2 separate regions of the Sus scrofa genome follow, and region 2 is linked to region 1. A link is a contact called in public Hi-C data. All regions are on one chromosome and are shown on one strand. Each heading gives the region's core, a stretch centred on a gene start, on an enhancer-like site or on the middle of the called end of the contact. The rest is flanking DNA. Distances are from core to core; before and after follow the strand shown. Region 1 has its middle 210 kb from the start of ANTXR2. Region 2 overlaps LOC102167132 (a long non-coding RNA gene).

Evidence for each region. A called contact is a pair of places that touch in the nucleus more often than the background predicts.
Region 2: a contact with region 1 is called in a Hi-C map of heart right ventricle, with 3 times the contacts expected there. The contact joins two enhancer-like sites.

Annotation. Positions count from the first base shown.
Region 1 is chr8:137,931,560-137,938,663 of Sscrofa11.1, reverse strand. No RefSeq gene overlaps it. Among named protein-coding and RNA genes, the nearest start is that of ANTXR2, 210 kb to the right of the region's middle. Within about 2 kb of position 2,748, at least 11 of the 83 cell types and tissues checked have an H3K27ac peak or open chromatin away from gene starts, as enhancers often do.
Region 2 is chr8:138,626,644-138,633,747 of Sscrofa11.1, reverse strand. The region is part of intron 2 of LOC102167132 (a long non-coding RNA gene); the gene reads left to right. Among named protein-coding and RNA genes, the nearest start is that of PAQR3, 16 kb to the left of the region's middle. Within about 2 kb of position 2,502, at least 17 of the 83 cell types and tissues checked have an H3K27ac peak or open chromatin away from gene starts, as enhancers often do.

The sequences.
Region 1 (7,104 bases), core at 1,499-3,998:
CATTGTAAATCAGCTCCACTTCAGTAAGACTTTCAGTAAAACTTTTTTTAAGGAAGTTTTTTAAAAAGATGCAAGAGGCAGGCGTTCTCTCACGGAGCGGCAGGTTAAGGATCCGCCACTGTCACTGCCGTGGCTCGGGTTGGAACCCGGTCAGAAACCTGTGCATGCCACATGCTGCAGGTGCAGCCAAAAAATGGTGCAAGAGAGGCTCAGTGAACCTTCCCTTGACCAAGGGGAGGCAGAAGCTACAGAATAGATGTCCGCTCTTGTTGTCCAGCCGGTCCGTTCTGCAACGCGTCCCACAAGGGTCTCGGAAGGAGCCACAGAACCGAGCGTAGCCACCTCAGTGCCCGTGCTGGCTTTCCCTCCCTCCTGCTCATCCCTCCACCGCCTCTTCTTGCTCCTCCAGCATCACCTGCCTCTGGTTGTACAACGACCCAGGAATCGACCACCGAGGGAGAAAGCTTTGTCTTAGAGTCTGACTTCCGAGCATGTCTAAGACAAATTACCACCAGGGAAGCTGAGGCCGTGGTAAGCCAGAACGGAAGAGCTTCCCAAACGCGCAAGTGTGAACCACTCTGAGGTGTTATATTCTACACAGTCACCTGGGAACCGTTATGCTGTCAGGACTTACCCAAGTGACATTATATCTGAAGCTTTTAGAAAACTGCTTCGTTCCCGTCACATCGGATTCTCAGCCTGGAAACTATTCTCGGCTAGGTCTAAAACACCCAGCCTACGAAGTCTCCAGGTCCGGAAGGATTTCACATTTGCGTCCTCGGGAGGCAGACGGGAAGCTCCGAGGACAGTGCTCGGCTGGCCTTTGAACAGAGGGAGGCCTCCGCGCTGCGCAGAGAAGCGCTGACGCGAGTCCTCTCTGATTTCAAAACACCTCCGCTCATCTCTGAACATTTCCCAACCAAGCTGAAGAACCTGCTGCCTCCAGCACGGCACACAAGATGGGCCGGAGGCTCACAAACGCGCTCCCGGCTCGCCCTGAGGGGCACACGTTTTCATCCCACGCTGGTGCACAAACGTTCCCATGTGTGTCGGAATACACAGATTCGAGAACATCAGAGTCTCCGCTGCCACACGAAGGACTGGACAGGATGTTTCATGTGCATGTGATTGTCAACAAACCTTCGTCACTGGGATTTTTAGGTTTGTCACAAATCAAACGTTAGCATGCCTGAAAATTAAACCCAGGCGTTTTTCAAATTTGCAACAATTACCAAAAAAAAACCTCTCCCTTGGTATACATGACTCCCTTGCCAAGCGAATTTGGAGGGTACTGAAGTCTTTGTACAGTTTCAAATTAGAGAGTAGTGATAATTATATTAATAATCGGAAGTTACAAGCTATATTCAAACATAAAATTTATCATTTTAAAATTACTGTGTTCTCTGACTAACCTGAATTTAAATGAGTAACGATGGTGAGATGATAAAGATTATTATTGCTCACCCTTCCTAAGCACTTTCTATGTGCCAGCATTTTGCTACGCAAGGCATATATTATTCCATTTAATTCTCAAACAACTGTATCAGGCAGATTCTGATGATCTCTCCATTTTGTAGCTATAATTACACAGCCTCAGAGGAACTAAAAAGTTCCACTGCAAGACCCAGCTTGTAAATCATGTAACAGCAATGAAGTTTATTCAAATAACCAGAATCGAAGGGGGACACAGTTTCATAGCTCTCCAAGCCACGATTCAGCAATGGTGGCTTTCAATTGAGAGGAATGAGATCAGATTAAATGATAACAACGGATGCGCTCTTAAAATAAATTCATTTCAGGTTATGGATCTGCTGACAATCTACTAGAGTCATTTTAATTTAGTTTTTTTCCACTATACCGACGCCTCACTGATGCACAACGTTCTGTTAATTCCCCCTATTCAGTTACACGTATATATTCATACATTCTTGTTCATATGCTCTTCCATCATGAGCTATCTCAGGACATTGACCACAGCTCCCTGTGCTGTACAGCAAAGGCCTTGTTTACCCTCCTGCACATAATAGTCACCTCTGCTGATCCCCAACTTTGAGTAAAGTGGAGGACGGGGAGTCTGGGGTTGGGAGATGTGAACTATCACATGTAGAATGGATAAGCAGTGAGGTCCTGCCGCACAGCAGCACAGCACGGGGAACTCTATCCAATCACTTGGAACACGATGGAAGATAACACGAGAAAAAGAATGTGTGGCTGCATGACTGGGTCACTTTGCTGTACAGCAGAACTGGACAGAATATTCTAAATCAACTGTAATAGAAAAATTTGTAAAAGGAGTCATTTTAGAAAGAGATTCATTTTTAAATGACTCATAATGTGTGCAGTGACACCGAGCAATTGAAAGGGTCTTTAAAATATGTATTTCAATTATCAAAATACAGTGGGACTCCCCGCATTTGCTGTGGGGCCTCGTGGCCTTTGGCTGAATCGAGAACATCTGTTCGTCGGCTTCAGTGAGCACGTCTGTGGTCCTGCCACCAAACACCAAGGAACAGACACAACTTTGAGCCTCGTGACACGTGCCTTTTGCCCTGCAGAGTGGTCACGCCAACCCACTTGCATTTGGCGTCTCTCTCCTCACGCTGCCACTGTGTTTGATGCAAGTGCCCTCAGGCTCCTGGAGTTTACTCAGCGAAGGGGCTTTCTGGGCCTCTGTAGAATCCTTGGGGCTTTTTGCAGTCAGCCCTTCCCAGCTGTTCCCTCTCCTCCTGGCTGGGTTCCGAGGAGATGATGCAAGGCTGTGAACTGGGAGGGCGCTTGGGATCCAGCTGAGGGGAAAGCCTGCAGGAAAGGTTACAGAGACTCTGCCGCAAAAACAGAGCTGTGCCTCCGCCGGCTCTGGGCAGCAGGGTTAGAGGTGGGGACGCAAACAGCGCTCGACGTGTTCTGTCCCAGATCTGCTTTCCCGTCATTTATGCCACACTGGGAGGGGCCTTTGACATTTTTCCCCTTTCTTGTGACCATGGTTCAGTGTCTCATCATAAAGTACTGCACCAGATGATTGTACTGTCTTCGGGACAGGCCCTCAGCACAACTCTGAAGCGAGCCAGATGCTTCTGCCGAAGCCTCCTCCCTTTGGCATCGTCAATCCCTATTGTCTTTTTCGTTTGGATTTTGAACCCCCGAACCCTGCCCTCTCCGGATGTCAGAGTGTCTCGCCTACGGCTGGTCTCCGGAGGGACCGGGCGCTGCCCCTTCCTTCTAATTCTGTCTCCTCAAATCTACAGACTTTCACTGGCATGTAAATCTCAGGAGTCTGTCTGTTAACTGGGTTTAAATTTTGGAAAGGTTTTCTAGAGATAATCTAGTACATCAAAAAACAAAGCTAACAAGCCACCTTTGACACGGGAAAAGATATATTTGTAATATTTAGTTCCCCCTGTCCCTCAGCCATCATCACCCTGTCTGCCTTGCAGTTATGTCATTATATAATTTCACCACCCCTGAAGGCGGGTATAAAAAAAAAAAAACTTCTTGGCGTCCCCGCTGTGGCACGGTGGACTAAGAATCCACCCGCAGTGGCCTGGATCCCTGTGAAAGCGAGAGCTCCATCCCCTGCAGTGGGTTAAGGATCCGGCGTTACTGCATCATAAGTCACAGATGTGGTTCTGATCTGATCTGGCTGTGGCTGTGGTGTAGGCCAGCAGTGGCAGCTCCGATTTAACCCCTAACCTGGGAACCTCCATATGCTGAGGGTGCGGCCCTTAAAAAAAGAAATGAAATGTGATAACCTGACTGATTTTGAGTATCCTGCATTAGCCAGAAATGACCCGTTATCCTACAAAACAAAATTGACCTGGCTCAATGTCTTAAACCAGAGGAAAAAATATAGAAACGGGAGTCAGGGAAAAAAGCGTGTCTTGTTAGCAGCTCTGCCACCTTCAGCTGTGGGAGCTTGGTCGTGTCACTTTCCTTGTGGGTAAGGCAGCTACGGTAAAGTCTCCCAGCGAGATTGCTACTCAGGCTAATAGGATTCTGTGACCGATCCAGGATGTAAAGATCCTGGGTGGAGTTCCCCATCGTGGCACAGTGGAAACGAATCCGACTAGTTCCATGAGGACGAGGGTTCAATCCCTGGCCTTGCTTAGTACTCAGTAGGTCAAGGATCCTACCTTGTCATGACCTGTGGTGTAGGTTGAAGATGCAGCTTGGATCCGATTTGCTGTGACTTTGGCAGCTGTGGCCAGCAGCGTAGCTCTGATTTGACCCCATGAAAGTCTGGGAACTTCCATGTGCCACAGGTGTGGCCCTAAAATAAAATAAAGTTCCTTGTTTAATAGCATATATTTGTGTGTTTAATTTTTTTGTCTTTTTTTTTTTTTTTTTTTTTGAGAGCCACACTTACAACATATGGAAGTTCCCAGACTAGGGGTTGAATTGGAGCTGTAGCTGCCAGCCTACACCACAGCCACAGCAATACGGGATCCAAGCCTCATCTGCAACCTACTCTGAAGCTCACAGTAACTCCAGATCCTTAACCCACTGAGTGAGGCCAGGATTGAACCCATGTCCTCATGGATACTAGTCGGGTTCAGTACCACTGAGCCATGATGGGAACTCCCAGGAGCATATATTTTAATTGTTTTTAAAAAGAGAGAAAACAAACAAAAAAAGAAACTAAGAGAAAATCAGTAATAAAGAACCAGCCAGAGGCAAACAAATCTGTGCTCTTAAGTATCCTCTGATCCACGGCATGTGTCACAGTGTGTGTTCCCCATTAGGGACACACGAGCCTTCAGGGAAAAAAGGCAAGTCTACCCATTCGATATACAGAAGCTGGCATGGTGCGGTCTCCAGTCCCTTTTCAGCCTCTTCTCCCGAGGCTCAGCCTCCCACCCTGGCAATGTGTCTGGGCTCTCTGAACCCCCGGCCGTGTTATGTCTCATTACTTCGGCATAAGCCATTCCTCCCACCTAGGAAATATTTTGCCACCTCAATCTCCTGAAGAAACCAAGACACTTGCACACATGCATGTGCAGACCCCCCCCCCCCCCCCGCCACACAGACCCCAGCTCACTCTTTCCATTGTACCCACACTATGCCACAAAGATTCTAAAAACGGGGTAAAGGGTAAGTCCCCATATGGACTTTTATAAATGACCTTCGGGAAATAAAATCTCTCTTGAAATCATATGTAAAATTCTAAAAAAAAGGAAAAAAAGAGAAAAAACCCAAGGTGTTCCCACTGTGATGCAGCAGGATCAGCAGTTTCTCGGCAGTGCCCAGGCCACAGGTTCAATCCCTGGCCCTGTCATAGTGAGTGAAGGGATCCAGCGTTGTGGCGAAGGTCACGACTGCAGCTCCGATCTGAACTCCATATGCCACAGCCAATAAAGAAAAATAAATACAAATGTTTAAAGAATACGATTTGGAGCTTTGGTCACAGTTTCATAAGGGTCTCTGATCCGAAACAACGCAAGAACACGTGTTGCCGTTCGGAGTGTGAATCACCACTGTACTGTATTCTAGGCAGCAGTCTGGTCTTATTCATCTCTGCTTGCCCAGCCTCTAATTGTGCCAAGTGCTCCAGAGGTACTTGATGGACGACTAACTGCGTTTGCAGGAAAGCGTTCTCGGGGTACTGGAAACTGCGGTCACCATGCTATACGAGGAAGAGTGACGTTCGAGAAACGGGAAAGGCCATCTTTGCCCACCTGCCACGTGATAAATCCCGGTTGGTGCAGTTTACAATTTGCTAATCATTAGTGCTTTTTACGTACAAAATTAATTATAGCATAATAAAATCCAATTGCATTTGTTCTTAATTCTCCTCTGATCTGCATTCTGTTGTTTATTCTCATTTGTTCTGATAAGGTCCATTGTCTCTAATGTTGCCTCATAAAGGGTAAGAAATAAATCAATGGTATTTAGCTTTTCTAACCATCTGTTCTGGCAAACATCCCAAAATTCACTTTTAAATCTGGGTGCAGTTCATGTATTTTTGTCTTGTCTTAGGGAACATCTCTGGAGATAGGAAATGAGAGGTAGGAATGCCCTTTAATCTCACTGAAGAATTTGACTTGTGGGGATATTGCTCTGCAAATACTGTGGGTTTTCATTGCATGTTAAGAGGTTCAGTTATAGAACAAAGGCCAAGAATGGACAGTCTAAAAGCTCCCACTTAGAATCCTCCTTTGTGTTTTAGATTAGAGTTTTGCAAACTTTTCCCCATAAAGGAGCAGAGAGTAATTATTCTAGACTTTGCAAGTCATACAGTTTCTGTGCCAGTCATTCAGCTCTGCCATTGAAGGGCAAAACCAGCCACAGAACATGTAAAGAAACGAAAGTGGCTGTGTTCTGATAAAAGCTCTTTACAAAAAGAGGTTACTGCTGAATCTCTGCGGCTGGGTCAGAAGGGATGATGCCCTCCCTCGGGCCCTCCTGGGATGGAGAGTTTCATTAAGAACAGCGCTCTCACAGTCGCTGTTGTGGCTCATCTGTTAAGGACCCAGTGCTGTCTCTGTGAGGATGCAGGTTTGATCCCTGGCCTTGCTCAGTGGGGTAAGGATCCAGCATTGCTGCAAACTGTGGCATAGCTTGCAGAGGCGGCTCGGATCTGCCGTGGCTGTGGCTTGGCACAGCCCTGCAGCTGCAGCTCCAATTCGACCCCTGGCCCAGGACCTTCCATGCGCCGCAGGTGCAGCCATACAATTAAAAAAAAAAAAAGAGTGATATTCTTCCACTCTGATTCCTAGAGCCTCCATACACGAGAGTGCTGTCCCCGCCGATCCTGCTCTCCCGCTTCAGCAGCTCCTGCCCTTCCCTCTGTGACAGTGACACGGGGGAGGGTGCGAATGATGTGACGGCTGCTGTGTGGCGATCAGGTGCATTTGGAGAAGGACAGGAAAGAAGATGCAAAAGTGACTCCAGGTCTGCCAAGCTGGGTGAGTAAGAGGTGATACCCTTACTAGAAAGGCTAAAATCAAATGAAGTAAAATACATTTGAAAGGAAACATGACTCTACAACGTAAGACCGCTGCTACCATGAAACTCAACCCTAACATACACCCTGGGTTCCCACACTTCTTTCATCTTATCGTGTTAGCCTGACGAACCCCCATCCTAGTTGAATTCAACTCTGAGTGT
Region 2 (7,104 bases), core at 1,253-3,752, 700 kb before region 1:
GAGCAAGTTTTTAATGGCTCTCTCTTGATAGTTACGAAAACACTCTTGTAGGCTTTCCTGGCTTTCCTGATGGTTCTGGGCAAATGCACAAAATCTTTTTATCCCTGCAGCTCTGTCTGTGGCTCTGGTGAGTCAGTGTGTCATATTGGGGGCAGCTTCCGATTAGCTGGCACACTTCTGAGACGTTTCGGGTTTTGTATCTCAGAGCTGTGAAGCTTTACCTCTTTCATCTGACCCTTGGGTACAGCTCCAAAGCAGGCCTTCCTTGAGAGTGGTCTCTTAATTATCCACGTCTGAATTAAGGGGGAAAGAAGAGCAAAATCTTAGTCATGGCTTTCTTCTGAACTATAGAACCAGATTCTCTGGAGAATTTCTAAGAAAGAGGAGTTACCATCATGGCTCAGCGATAAGGAATCCGACTAGCATCCATGAGGTTGTGGCTCCTGCTCAGTGGGTTAAGGATCTGCTGTTGCCGTGGGCTGTGGTATAGGTCGTAGACACGGCTTGGCTGTGGCGTAGGGCAGCGGCTGCAGCTCTGATTTGACCCCTTAGCCTGGGAACCTCCATATGCTGAGGATGCGGCTTAAAAAAAACATTACAAGAAACAACATTGATTCTTTCCCTCACTAAAATTTGAGAACCTCCAAACAGCAGGGCTCTCAGGAGCCAGCAGTCCCTGAGCACAGATGACAAGTTTGATTTGGTCCTCGCCGTCCCCTGCAATCCCTGCTCACGGGGGCGGGGGGGGGTCTTCAGGGCGTGCCCACATTCCTTATTCTCAATTAAGTTTGTCTGCAGAGCCTTTATTCATGATAGATGATCTGAGACTCTCCCAGCAGTCAGTGCATTTTCATAAAGTTGCCACTGCAGTTTTCAGGGGCCTCTGAATTCCAGCATGTTTATGCTGGATTAAGCCTGGTACAGTCGGGACCCTCTGCTTCTCTTTCTCCTTTCTCCCCGTCTGTCTGGTGGTGGTCCTGGCTAACCCCCCTCTTCTTCTTCTCTCATTTTTTTTCTTTTTATGGCCACATCTGTGACATTTGGAAGTTCCTGGGCCAGCAGTTGAATTGGAGCCGCAGCTGCAGGCCTACGCCACAGCTGCATCAACACTGGATCTGAGCCGCATCTGCGACCAACACCACAGCCCGCTGCAATGCCAGATCTTCAACCCATTGAGCCAGACCAGGGATCGAACCCTCATCCTCACAGAGACAACATTAGGTCCTTGACCCGCTGAGTCACGCTGGGAACTCCTTCCCCCCCTCCCCTCTCTCTTCTTTTCTTTACCTAGCAAGAAATGACCCATTAAGATCTGATCCTGTGTCATTCCTCAGGGAAGGACTCCTCAGATCCTCTAGGAAGAGGAGTTCCTGCTGTGGCTCAGTGGAAACAAACCCAACCAGTATCCATGAGGACGCCGGTTTGGTCCCTGGCCTCACTCAGTGGGTTAAGGATCCGACGTTGCCGTGAGCTGTGCTGTAGGTCGCAGACACAGCTCGGATCCCGAGTTGCTGTGGCTGTGCTGCAGGCTGGCAGCAACAGCTCTGATTCGACCCCTAGTCTGGGAACCTCCATGTGCTGCGGGTGAGGATAGGAAAACCAAATACTCGGGAACAGATGGATGATCGCCCTGAGCAGGGTACTTACTGCCTCGCTCTCTAGTTTGTTTGTTTCCTTTCAGCTTCTGAGACGTAGTTTTCATCTTTCTTGTTCTCTGGCATCAGGCCTAGGGACTAAGACATAGGAAATGCTTACTAAGTGTGTGCAGACTCACAAAAGGATTTTTCAAAAGTCCCACCTCCCACTTCAATTTCTGTAAATCAGTGTATAGCAAATATTAATAAGCTCCTTGAGCATAAGGCCCATGAATGCTTCCTTTTAACATGAACAAATCAACCTATAAATGACAATGGTCTTGTTTTACTTCTGTGTCCCGATTTGAGATGCTGTTATGTGGCACCTTAAGGGGAAGGGCCACATCTCACTCACGTCCAGCTCTTGACATAGTATCTGGTACATAATAGTGCTTGCTACGTGTTTGCTGAAATTAAATTCAAGAAGCTACCCAAGAATCACTCTGCCTGAGCTCACGAAGTACAGCCAGAAAAGGTAGCCTCACGTTTACACAGGCAGCTGGAATGAGTTAAAGGGTTTGTCCTGGGCGCGGCGCTGTGGAGAGGGGAGGCGGGACTAGAGCCCGGGACTGCTCAGGTCTGGAGCAGCCACTCAGCAGCAGGGCAGAGAGACTGGGCCCTCTCCCGGGTCCCTGGCCGGGGAGCCTCCCTGTGAGGGGTCATGGATCTCATTTGCCAGAGACGACCGTTCGATCCATGTGTCATCTCCCACCAGGCAGTTTCGCGTGCCCATCCTCTAGCGGCGGGCCGGGGGGAAATCGAGGGGCCTCAGTAAAGACTCACGTCATTACGTGGTGTTTTTAGTATGTGCCTCCTCTGTCATCGGTGGGGGAAAAAAACCTTTTGTTGACCAGGTTGTAGTGCTACCTGTCGCGGGTAGGGGGCAGTGCTGGAACACGGTATATGTGAGAGAAGCCGAGTCGCAGAAGAGGTGACACCTTTAAGGGGTCTTCTGGAGTCAACTGACTGAATTTTCTTGCTGCAGCAGCAACCACTACCAGCCCCAGCACTAGCACCAGTATTAATGACTACTCATTTCATGGCTGGTGAGTGGCAGCATTGATCTTTTGAACCCAGGTCTGCTGACTTTTAAATTGGTATTTTTTTAACCACGCCATAATGTGATTTCTTTCAAAAGATTTTTTTGTTTGTTAGAAGTAGTTATACATCTTTTTCCAGATATAAGAATAGTAAATTGGGAGTTCCTGCTGTGGCACACTGGGTTAAGAGTCTGACTACAGCAGCTCAGTTTGCTGTGGAGGTACAGGTTTGATCCCTGGCCCCTGCACAGTGAGTTAAAGGATCCAGCGTTGCTGCAGCTGCAGCTTGATTCCATCCCTGGCCTGGGAGCTTCCATACACTGGGGATGCAGCCGTGAAAAAAAAAGTAGATTATCCTTATAAAATTCAAACTTGAAGAAGGTAAAAGTTTCCATTTTTCTAACTCCCTTCCATATACAAGTAATGTCAACAGCTCAGTATATATTCTTATATTTTTTCCTATGTATAAATTTACATATATATATTTTACTGGTAATAAAAAGCATATTATGGATTTTTTCCATTGAAAGCTTTATGCAGAGCGGACCAGGACTTGCTCAATGCATACCTAGACTAGTATGTTATGCACAGCTTTTTGGAGCTAGTATGTGTGGTTACGTTTAAGTGTTGGTCCTGCAGCTCCTAGCAATTGTTTTTCTCCTGTTCTTTTCCATATTAGCACTGTTGTGATTTCAGCCCTTTTAATTTGTGACACATGGTGTGATTCAAACCACTGAGTCTTAGCATCTGTCAATGATAAGATCATTCTTTTTAGTGATATAAGGATGGTTGCCAATAATGTGGCGAATTTGGCTTTTCCTTGTCATGTGGAAAAAGAACTTGTGGGTAATAATGGTTTTTTTTTTCCCCCTACTTAAGCTTCGGTCAGTATCCTGAAGTCTCTTAAATTTCCACACAAAATTAAAGCTATGGTGCTTTTGGATTTTCTGAAGCAAAACTATTTTTCTCTGTCTCCTACACTGGCATTCTAAATCGTTTGTGTCACACTAGCTGACACTGCTCTTTGACACCTGGGGATCTTGTGTGCTGCAGTCATAAGGAGGAACAGGGCAGTTCCATCAGTGACGGCGTGAGCAGTGGGTGGGGCCCGAGCGGCTGGAGCCGCATTGAGGCCACGGATGTGCTAAGCGAGCTCACATGAGGACGCCCCCTGCAGAAGAGCAGCGACCTGTCTTCTTTGATACTGTCCCTGAAGTTATTGATTGAAGGGTCTCGTTCTGTCCTTTGAACTCTCTTACTCTGTTTAGTACTACTTATTTTTCATGTCATGCCTCTTAACTTCAATATTTGTATGTACCTAATTTCTCTCTCCATCTACATATAGATATACACTATGCGAATATAGTAGCAGTATATTATATACACACACACTTTAGTAGTATGGTGTTACCTGTTTATAAATAAGGAAATATGCATTTTTGGTATTGAGTGTGTGTGTATGTATGTGTGTGTGTGTGTATATATATATATATATGCTCAAGTTTTTTTCCTGGTGGTGGTATATGATTAAAAATATTTGAGACCACTGTACAATATTATGAATTCCTTGCTGACAGGATTCATAGAGTCTCCTCTTGATGCTCCTAATTGTGAGTCACAATGCCTGGCCTCTAATAGGTGGTTAATGAGGGTTGTTGGCTGGCTGGCTAGATAGAGAGACAAATGGATAAATTGTGTGATTCCATTTCTCTTTGTGAGTAGTCACCATTTAGTAAAAACTTCAGCTACTAAGGACACTTCTGGGTGATCAAACGACTAAACTCTGGTAATTGATGGGCGTGCTTTGTTTGGGTATGTTAAACACTGATTCAACTTGCCGTATTTTTCAACAGTCCACCAGATCGATGGATTACCACAGAATACATGGTGAATACGACCGAGAAATTTTTAGGTAACTCTGCTCCCCGGATTCATTTGTCTTAAATATTGTCAGAATCCTACCATGACCTCCACAACCTCTCTGTTGAGAGTTATTTGTATTTCTTCTCCCTTTGCTGAAACGGTCTTGTGGTTAGAGCAGTACCAGGCGTCATCAGGGATGCAGAAGGAGGGAGAAGAGCCCTAAGAGGGTTTGTGTGGCTCCTGGTCACCTGAACGGTTGACCCCACTAACACTAGTCTTCTCACTCCCAACCGTCTCAGGGAACAGCGGTGGGATGGAGGGTCCCTGCCAAGCCGTGGTGCCCCTGACTCTGGCTTCCTATCCCCGCTGCCATGGCAGATTCTTTCCAACGTCCCTGCCTTTTTTAATATTCATTCCCACCTTCCGTGTAAAACAGTCCCTACAGTACATAGCGGGGACGCGAAAACCGCTCACCACACGTACCTTCCCTCTGTAACTTGTGCCCGTGTGTCTGCAGACGTGCTTGTCCTGGGTGCTGGAGGTGGCAGGCTGGGGGCGAGCACCAGCGCACTGCCCGTTCTGCTCAGCACCACCTGTCCGCCTGTTGCGGGGGGAAGGGGGATTGTCTTCCTCAGCTTTTCTCCTTCTTCTTCTTTTCACAGCCACACAGGTGGCATAAGGAAGCTCCCCGGCTAGGGGTCAAATCGGACCTGTAGTTGTGACCTAAATCACAGCCACAGCCACACTGGGTCCTTAACCCACTGAGCGAGGCCAGGGATTGATCCCGCATCCTCACAGACACTATGTTGGGTTTGTTTGTTTGTTTTTTTTTTTTTTTTTGTCTTTTGTCTTTTTGTCTTTTGTTGTTGTTGTTGTTGTTGTTGTTGCTATTTCTTGGGCTGCTCCCGCGGCATATGGAGGTTCCCAGGCTAGGGGCTGAATAAGAGCTGTAGCCACCGGCCTACACCAGAGCCACAGCAACGTGGGATCCAAGCCGTGTCTGCGACCTACACCACAGCTCACGGCAACGCCGGATCGTTAACCCACTGAGCAAGGGCAGGGACCGAACCCGCAACCTCATGGTTCCTAGTCAGATTCGTTAACCACTGCACCACGACGGGAACTCCTATGTTGGGTTTTTAACACACTGAGCCACAACAGGAACTCCTGTATTCCTCAGCTTTATTTTCTTTATGATCCTCCTTCCCTGTGCAAATACACAGAGACCAAAAGAAGATTGGCTGCTGTATAAACCCCGTCCTCTTGCCATCAGGATATCCCACATCAAGTTTGGCTTGGTGCATTGCTGATGCAACCTTTGTTGTGCATTAAAAATAGAAGGAGGAGTTCCCGTCGTGGCGCAGTGGTTAACGAATCCGACTAGGAACCATGAGGTTGCGGGTTCGGTCCCTGCCCTTGCTCAGTGGGTTAACGATCCGGCGTTGCCGTGAGCTGTGGTGTAGGTTGCAGACACAGCTCGGATCCCACGTTGCTGTGGCTCTGGTGTAGGCCGGTGGCTACAGCTCCGATTCGACCCCTAGCCTGGGAACCTCCATATGCCGTGGGAGCGGCCCAAGAAATAGCAACAAAAAAGAAAAAAAAAAAAAAAAAAAGAAGGAAATACGAATTGCTCTAAGTGTGGGCCTCTGTTGGAGTCCGCCTGTGAATTATGTGAGTGGGTAGTTTCTAGGGATAAGACCATTTTTTGCCTCTTGTGCTTCTTCTTTTGTTTGCCCTGCTCAAAATCATATATTAGACAGGAATGCCTCTCAGTGCTGGTGCCATGAATGATATTCCTGACTAATTTTGCAAGAGAGAAGAAAGCACATTGAGGCAGAGTGGTCTCTACTAACAAGTGAGATGAAAGTTAGTCGTACTCTGTTCTTTTCATTTTAACTCAAGGTGGTTAATTTTTCCAAAAAGTTTTTAGGAACCAATTATATGTGTCAGTGACTTTCCTTTAAAGCGGATGGTTAGCCCATGTTACGATACAGCTGTTTTTTATGCTGAGAGGAGAATCTAAATCTTCCTCAGAACCATAGCAGAGAAATGGTTTACTACTTGAGATCTAAAATGTATGATTATTAGCCATTACTGGTGAAATTACACTTTTTCCCCCCTTTATTGTCTATGATTGGTGCAAACTGTAAGCCACAAACTCAGGCAGGCAAAAGATAGAATTGTATTTTTCTTTTTTTGTCTTTTTAGGGCTGTTCCTGCGGCATATGGAGGTTCCCAGGCTAGGGGTCAAATCGGAGCTACAGCTGCTGGCCACAGCCACAGCCACGTAGGATCTGAGCCGCATTTGCAACCTACAACGAAGCTCACAGCAACGCTAGATCCTTAATCCACTGAGCGAGGCCAGGGATGGAACCTGCGTCCTCATGGATACTAGTCATATTGGTTTCTACTGAGTCACAGTGGGAACTCCAGAATTTTATTTTTCTAGCCCTTGGTTAGCTTTAGACACAATTTAGAATAGATTTACAAGGAGATCCTGCTGAATAGCATTGAGAACTTTGTCTAGATACTCATGTTGCAACAGAAGAAAGGGTGGGGGAAAAATG